Linked DNA regions of Mus musculus: region 2 is linked to region 1. The links are chromatin contacts, called in public promoter capture Hi-C maps. All regions are on one chromosome and are shown on one strand. Each heading gives the region's core, a stretch centred on a gene start, on an enhancer-like site or on the middle of the called end of the contact. The rest is flanking DNA. Distances are from core to core; before and after follow the strand shown.

Region 1 (4,392 bases), core at 1,885-4,384:
TGGTTTTGCAAGGGGGTTTGGGCTGTGCAAGAATAATGATAAAAACTGGGGTTGTACCCCACTGACAAGCATGAATGACTTTGAAGAGTGTGGAGCAAGAAGGGAAAAGATATATAAGTGTATATGATGAGAATAAAGTATATACTGGCTGCAGTCTAGCCAGCAGGGGTGGATCTAAAATAAATGTGAAAGAACATTCCATCTCTCTGATCATCTGGGGTGCATTGCTAACTAGAGAGCAGCCCAGACAGGTGGGAAGCTCTTTGGGTGGTGAGTATCTAGCCTGCTGTGTGTTTGACAAGACCTGTGTCAGGGTGGTGCTTCCCAGATAACTCGAATTTAAATGAGACCTTTGTATAATGAGCATTCGACTTTCCTACCTCTGAGCCTTTTGAAGAAATTGCATATGGAATGTTGACAGTTATTTGAAACCTTAACTCTTTTGAATTCCTGAGGAGCTGTTGGCATCCAGCCCAAATTTCCTTGGTGTTAGAGTACTGCTAGAAGTGAAAGCCTTCCTAGTTAGGGGTTCCTCCTTTCCCAGAGCAAACAGAACAAGAGGTTGGGAATGGTGGTGAACAGCTCAAGAGACAGAGATAGGAGGATCACTGTATGTTTGAGAGTAGCCTAAGCTACACAGCAAGCATCAGCGTGTCCTGGCTATGTCATGGTGCTAAATGCAGAAAAAGCCATACATTCTTTTTCTCATTTCCAGTGTTTCTGTATAAAAAAATGAATTATGCAAACTGTTTGAAAATCATGGACGGTACTTTTTAAACCAATAAACTATTTTTACAGCATTTTTTTGCCAAAAGTTGTGAAATCACTTGTGTACTTGGGGGGAAGGGAGATTAAGTGCCTGCCCTAAAGTTACTCTGCTACCCAGTCAGCACTGGAAATCTCTCCTCTTGCTGTGCTGATTATTTTAAGAGCTGTTCTGGTTGGAGTGTAACGGCTAGACTCATGTAACCTAAGAGTTGAAACTTTGAAAGACATCTGGTCTCACTTTTGTCCTCTTAGGCAGCTTCCTCTTTCAGGTGTCCTTAAAGCCTGGGCTTCATTAGACCTTCATCTTAAGAGAGTTGTTTTAGGGATTATTCAGGTTGGCATATTAAACCTAAAAGTGCCTGCAACACCACCGCCCGGGAATTCTAACACCTAACAAGTCAGGAGAATCAGTAGAGCTCGTGAACAATCTTCCAAGACCTTCCCCTAAAGGTGAAACAGAGAGACAAACCCAGCTCAGTAGGATACAATCAATAAGTTAGGAACCACAAAGTGAAACGGTGTACCTATATAGGCCTATAATGGCAGTACCAAGGCAGAGGCAGGATGAGAATCAAAAGACTAAGCTGAGCTTGGTGGAGCACACTTTTAATCCCAGCACTGGGGAGCCAGGCAAATCCAGCCTGAGGTATGTAGTGAGACCTTGTCTCATTCGTGTGTGTGTGTGTGTGTGTGTGTGTGTGTGTGTGTGTGTGTGTGTGTATGTATGCTCGCGCACGTGTGTGCCTAGAGAAATGGCTCCGCTGTTAAAAAGCACTTGGTATTCTAACCGCAGGACTATATATTCCCTCTCTTGAGGGGAAGAAAACAAGCTAACCAGGCGTGTTGCCTGTAATCCTAGCACTCTGGAGGCTAAAGTCAGAAGGATCATTAGTATGAGGTTAATCTGAATTATATAATAGGACACTAATCCCCCTGCACCCCAAGATAGCTTTCAATGATGGTTCACAGCCTCACATAAAAGAGAAAAAGGTACCTGGTTAGTTGTAATGTAGTGGGACAGGAAGATGTTCTGTTACTGAGAGAGTCACCTTTGTCCCAAAGGTCAGAAGCTGGCCTGGATTTTATACCCACCTCCACCCCTGTCAATTCAGCCAGCTAGTCTTGTCCAGTGATCATTGCACAGCCATATTTCTTGGCCCTGTTTTCACTAAAGTTCTGATGGTAGGCGAGAAAAGGCCATTAGTAGTTTCTGTACCATTCCTGCCCTCCATTTGGATCCCCCAAAAGGTTTCTCCTCTTAAAGGTCCAGTTCACCACTTGTTTGGCTCTGTTTTGTTTCAGCACAGGACTTTGTGCAGCTAGCCCTGGTTTCACTAGGGGTGGCTATCTCCCACTCTTACCAGCCTGGGATCATATCCCCTTGGGATAATGATTCGCTGTCTCATGGGGGTCCCACTGCTTATAGGGAGAACCAGGAACAATTGTCCTATGTAAGCAGAAGTAGCCATGCCCTTTCCATCAAGAAAAGAATATCCAGGGAGCACACTCTTTCCATTAAGGAGAGACTAATAAATAACTTATCCCCACATAGTCCTGTTTTCTCTTCCTAGATTCCACTTGAGTCCCTCACCTTCCCTCTGCTAATGAACACCTGGCTGCTTTAATCTTTATCCGCCCTACACAGGCACCTGCATGTATTTAGAATGGATATCCTTTAGGACCCTATACCATATTTTAAGTAAGTGTTGTTGAGTCAGGAAACATCTTGGACACCGTGACTTATGGCCAGTTCTCGTGTGTCCCCAAAATAAAATCAAAGCCAGCCCTTTCCAGAGTTTGCTAAAAGGGACGGGCCGGAGGGTACAGAGTTGGGTAGCAGAACCCAGCCAGCTTTGGGTTTCCCAAGCCAAGCCTAGGCTCGGTGCTTGGCTTCTCACCCACCAGCCTCATGCCTGTTCAGACAGTGGCAGGCTTGGGGCGCCACACTGAGAGAGTTGAAGGAGCTTCCCCCAAAGTCATATAGTCCACTGAGACAGTGGAAAGCTTCTTCAAGCCACGTGCACGATGACAGCCACAGGCGACATGCACAGGCAGAGCTGCCGGGCTAGCCCGCCCGCACTCCCTCCGCAGGAATGACAACTGCCCTCTAGATCTTAAGTGTCAGAGGTGTCCGGGTCATAGCCTCGGGCGCCCAGGTCCCTTAGACTTGGGGCACCGCCCATGTTTCCCCCGTGACATTGCCGCGGGGGCTCGGGAGTTGTAGTCTCGGGCGGGGCTCTGGCACCCGGGCCCGGGCTGCGCGGACTCCACGTCCCGGCGGGCGGCGCGGCGGGCCTGGGGCCGCCAGGGGCGGGGCCGTTCGGCCCTTTAAACCTTTCAGGGCTGCTCCGAGGGCCGCAGCTGGAGACGCGGCCACGAGGGGGCCGAGCAGGGAGAGGCGGCAGCGGCGGCGGGGAGCTCCGGGGAGGTGCGTACCGGATTCCTTTTCTCCCGCGGCCTCCGAGGGATCGCCTTGGGGAGCAGGGCTCTGGAGGGAGGGGGTATTGTCGCTGGCTGCACACTCCTACCTAAATTGGGGTCCCCGTACCCACGCGAACTGGACCCGGTCAAGCTTCCCTCGAGAACCCGCCCCTTTGCCGGGGCGCGGTGGTCAGGTGGTTTGCCCGCCCGGCAACGACTCAGAGCCGCTCTCTCGGCCCGGCGCACCCTCCCAGGCTTTCCTTGGCATGATCCCCTTGATTGTCCTAGCTCCAGCCTTCACCAAGCCGACGTCCCTCAGGCCGGGGAGCGTGGCTCTCTTTCCAGATGTTACAGCCCTGCCCGAGTCTCTCAGCGCGCCCGTGGCATTTGGGTAGACCGCGGAGGCCCCAGATGGATAAGCCAGAGGGTGCCACGTTCCTGCCGGGGCTCATCCCAAAGTCTGGACAATCAAACGCCCAAGGAGAGCTCTGGATGAAGTGTTGCCCACCATCCCCATCCCCCTCCCAACCCCCCCCCCCCGCCCGCCCTGGTCAGTCACCAGACCCTGGACCTTGATCTCTCTCCCCAACCAGGCCAGGGCAGCTGATGATTGTGACCGAAATATCTCAAAGTAGCTGGGCCTGCCCCCTTTTCCCCACCTACCTGTTGTCCTTACCCCCAAACTACCACCACCCTGGCTCCACTCCCTCATGACCGCCTGGATCCTCCTTCCTGTCAGCCTGTCAGCCTTCTCCATCACCGGCATATGGACTGTGTGAGTAAGAGGGGTGTGGAGGGGGGGGTCTAATAGAAACTTGATGGCACACACACAAAGTCCCTTGTCCCGTTTGCAGGCTCCAGAATGGTACCCAGGGTCACTCTTTCTGTCTCCAAAGCTTGGCCTGATTCCTGGGCACACAGCCTCTTGGGACAAGCTGGCACCACTGCGGTCCAGCAGGACAGCTCTGACATACACTTGTAGACAGGGCAACTTCCAGAGGCTCTCTAGTGGAGGCAATTGTGCAGGGTCTGCTCCAGCATCAGTAACTACCTCCCTCTTCACCCCACCAAATAAATTCCCAGCCAGGGCATTGAGGCTGAATGAGGTCAAAAGTCAAAGAGCCAGGAGGTGGTGGTGGGGTCTGAAGAGCCATGAGGACAGGGTGACAGTTGTGCTCCCACAGGTATGCCATGGCCGTGATG
Region 2 (4,066 bases), core at 220-2,719, 540 kb after region 1:
GGAAAATCTTAGGGACTCAATTATTTTCAGGTCACTTATACAATCTTCCATTAACCGTACCGAAATAAACTTTTCACTAAGTCGGTGACTACTTTTAAAGGTAAAACCTGCTGTAGTGAAACAAAGAGAACATAGCCCCCTCCCCCCTTCCTAAACCATATGGTAGTAAATTCAAGTTAACTTATTTTTTCGCCAGTTCATCGCCCATCCATCGGCCTGAAAACACTTGTGCCTTTGTGCCGTGGGGCTGGGACGCGAGTGGTCTGATTCTTAACCACAGAACCCCAGCGTGTTTCCACAGGGCACCGCGGAAGTCCAAACGCCCCCCGACTGGAAGCCTGCTTCGGTGGGCAGCGCACGCGGGTGAGGGCCCGGGACCGGCCGGGAGCAAGTTCCGCTCCGGCGAGGTGACGGAGCAGGGAGTTTGCTCACCGCGGCCGGGCTGGATCCGCCCCGGGAACTTGGCTTACCCGAGCCCAGGGACGCGCAGAGGCCTACCGCGAGGCCGGGCGAGCTCCAGTCACAGAGGGCTGCCCGAGCCCGAGCCGCGGCGTCTTCCCGCCCGCACGGCCGCGGCCCTCAGGCGGGGCCGTCGCTCGCCCGCGGTCTCCCAGAGACCGGACGCGCCCGCGGGGCCCGGACCCCGCTCCCCCTTGTCGCGGCCGCACGCCCGAGACCCGGCTCGGCCACGGCGCCCGGCTCTTCCGGGAGCCGCCGCAGCTAGGCCGCGCCGGGGCCCCGCGGTTCCCCCGGGCGGGCCGGCCGGGCCTCGGCGTCCGGTATGTGTCCCGAGGGCCAGGCTCCCGCCGGTAACGGGCCCCGCCGCTTCCCCTCCCCCTCTCCCGCCCCATGACAGTGCAAAGCCTCCGGCCGCCCGGCCGCCCCGCCTCCGGCTCCAGGCCCAGCTCAGGGCCGCGGCCGCAAGCCACGGTTGCGGCCGCCGCTCCCGCTCGCTCTTCGGGCCGCGGTGGCCTCGGGTTCCCCAGCCCCGCGACTCGGGCCCGGCCCGCGTCCCCGCCGGTGCCCCGCTGCCCTCGGCGGCGCCCGGACTTCGGGCGGGGTAGGCCGAGGCCCAAGCGGTGGGGGCGGGGGCTCGGCTCTCACCTTCATGTCGGGACATCCTAGTTCAGACGCTGGCGGCGCGGCCCCTCCCGGGCTCCCGGCTGCAGTGTGCCCCCACCGCGGGCTCCCGGCGCTGCCCGCGCCCGGCCGGCCGACTCCCACTCGACTCCCGGGCTCGGCCGCGGGGGCGGGGTGGGCAGGGGAGCGCTCCCGCGGCGGCGGCGGCGGCGGCGGCGGGGAGGCGGCGCGGGGCGGGAATGGGGCCGGGCCTGGCCGGGGCTGAGCTCCTCCAGGAGGCGGGTCCGACGCGGCCGCGGCTCCGCCGGCGCCCGCCGTGACTCGGTCACTCTCGGGCCCCCGCCGGCTCCCGGCAGCGGCGCGGCGTCCGCAAATCCCGCTCGTCCCCTCCCCCGGCCCGCCCCCCGCCCGTCCGTCTCCCGGCTCCGGCCGCCGCCTCCTCCTCCTCCTCTTCCTCCTCTTCCGCCTCCTTCCGCCCGCACGCCCGCCCCGCCTCTCGCCGCCCTGAGGCCCCGCGGCCGGCGGGCGACCGTGCTTGGCGGCGGTCCTGCCGCGGTCCCGCAGGCACCCGAGCCCAGCCGCGGCCCGCCACGCTGCGCGTGGGGAGGACGAGGACGCGAAACGCCCCCGACGTGGCTCCCCAGCGCCTGGGCGCGCGGCGGCCGGGCCATCGCAGACGTCCCGGGGACGTGTGTGTGTTTGTGTGCTGCTTTGAAAGCCGGGGACCCAGAAGGGAATGGCAGTCGGGCCTCCGGGGCTCGCGGGTCCCCAGACCCAGGGGGAGGCCGAGGCCTAGCGAGCCGGCTCGGCCGCCCGCTCGAATGCGCTGCGGGAAAAACTTGGTGGGCTTCGGGGGTACTTTGCTTCCGGCTGTGTGTGCAGGTCTTTCCCTCCACCCAGGCTCCTTACAGGCTACTTTCTCTTCAGGCATTGCTAACTCGACAAACACTTGAGACTACCCCTGACCACGTGTCAGTGGTGGCGTGGCGCAGGTAGAACAGATCGCGCCCTGGAGTTAAGACGTGTTCAGCCCTGGGATTCTGGTTCTGATATGCTCGGTGTAACCTTGAACAAGTGACTTAACCTTGCTGAGCCTTCGCTCTAAATTGGTTCGCTTTGGGTGGTTAATTTTGCCTTGGTAGTCTCGAGATTGGACAAAGTTCCCAGCTAAGTTTACTGAAACTAGGGTCCAAGGTACTGCTTGCTTTGGCGATTTTCCTAATTTGCCCACCCTCCACCGACTGTGGGACCTGGACAAAGCGTTGGTTGCCTTAGCTTCTGTGACTTTCAAAAAGGGCAAGCATATCAATAGATGCAGGAGAGATACAGTACCAAGATTCGACGTGTAGAGTAGCAAAGGAAGGACCCTATTTGTTACAATATTTTATTGAATATGATTTAAGATATGTCTGGTTTTGAAAATACTAAAAGGCTTAATCCGAGAGACTACATAGTAGGTCATCCCTGTCTACCCAAGAAACTAGCTGTAATTAAATTGGGGGTGGTTTTGAGGCATGACCTCAGATAGCCCGAGGCAGTCCTTGAATTGCTCAAGTAGCTGATTCTGACCTTCCCATCTCCCAGGGGCTGGAACGAAAGGCATCTTCCACCACACCCCCACCTAATTTGGGTTTAAATGAGGACTAGATAACAAATATTTCTGTTTCGGGTGTGGAATTCCGCACACTACAGACCGGCCTGAGGAAGACTATGCCTAGTAGGGCTTACAAAGGGAGAGCAGGGTTTGTAGTTAGCCTGATCGACATCCTGGTTAGTGGGTCCTTTCTGACAACCCTACACATTTTATTATTGGCAAGTGATCCTGGGTGTAAGCCAGTTCCCTGAACTTGAGCTGTGAAAGTCAGGCTAGCAGCTCTTAACGCATACACAGGTGGTGAATAATGGTTTTTTATAAATTTGTATCAAAGTTTGTAAGCAGTTCTGTAAAAATGCTGGAGCATTTAGAGTAGCCAACAAAAGCAACACTTCCAGAAAGGAATACCAGTAAGTATGGAAAAAACTGGGTGAAAATAGAAAGGAGACTATTGAGGAGGAAGAAGGGGCTGGAGCTGTGAGGTGAAGTGTGCCCCAAGTCCCAAGTCTACGGAAAAGTCACTCAGGGTTGTGTACAGGCATGATGCTAGGGGAAGAAACATTAAAAACAAGTCTTACTGTATTGAAGGGTTAGCTAGTTTTTTTTTTTTTTTCACCTGCCTCTGCCTCCCAAGTGCTGGGTTTAAAGGCCTGTGTTACCACTGCCCGGTAGGGTTAGCTAGTCTTGTTCATGGGAGGAAACATAGCTTGGTCTGACCTCCAAGGGACTACCATGTTTTTTTGACAGTGATTTCATTGTTAGTATCCCAGCTTAGCCGTGAATCTCCAGCTCTTCCTGCCCTAGATCTCCTTCCCATGCCTCCTTGGTTTCCCCCATGTCCAGTTGAAAGTCACAGGTATCTTTACCAAACTTACTGTGTTCCATAGATGGCCCAGTTCTAGTCCTTAAAACAACAGTCAGATAAATCCTAATGAGATTTAAATACCATCAGTAGATCAGCAGACAATAGCTGCACCTTTTTGTGTTTTTCTGTACTTCTTTAAGGTTTTAAGATTAGGGGGAAATGAGCCAGGCGTAGTGGCACACATCCTTTAGTTCCAGCACATGGGATGCAGAGGCAGGCATAGCTCCCAGCCTGGTCTCCATGGAGTGTTCCAGGACAGTCAGCAGAGCTACACTGGGAGACCCTGCCTCAAAAAGACAAAAAAAAAAAAAAAAAAAAAAAAAGATTAGGGCAAGTGTCCAAGAGAAGGGCCAGAGAGATGGCTCAGCGGTTAAGAGCACTGACTGCTCTTCCGAACCCTGAGTTCAATTCCCAGCAACCACATGGTGGCTCACAACCACCCGTAACAAGATCTGGCGCCCTCTTCTGGAGTGTCTGAAGACAGCTACAGTGTACTTACATATAATAATAAATAAATCTTAAAAAAA

The links. Promoter capture Hi-C pulls out the DNA fragments that hold promoters and counts their contacts.
Region 2: a promoter capture Hi-C map of pre-B cells shows a contact between it and region 1, with 4 times the contacts expected there. The contact joins the promoter of Kcmf1 here to the promoter of Tmem150a in region 1. A contact is called at or near these places in 5 of 39 promoter capture datasets (cranial neural crest, liver, pre-B cells and 1 more) and 2 of 115 datasets of contacts at active chromatin or transcription factors (embryonic stem cells and pancreatic cancer cells).

The regions. Positions count from the first base shown.
Region 1 is chr6:72,352,349-72,356,740 of GRCm38.p6, forward strand. It overlaps Tmem150a (transmembrane protein 150A), which reads left to right and starts at 3,135. Exons shown (of 8, transcript NM_144916.3): 1 at 3,135-3,196; 2 at 3,783-3,964; 3 at 4,374-4,392. The coding sequence starts at 3,900. It overlaps 0610030E20Rik (RIKEN cDNA 0610030E20 gene), which reads left to right. Exons shown (of 4, transcript NM_026696.1): 4 at 1-814.
Region 2 is chr6:72,898,510-72,902,575 of GRCm38.p6, forward strand. It overlaps Kcmf1 (potassium channel modulatory factor 1), which reads right to left and starts at 1,470. Exons shown (of 7, transcript NM_019715.2): 1 at 1,105-1,470. The coding sequence starts at 1,120.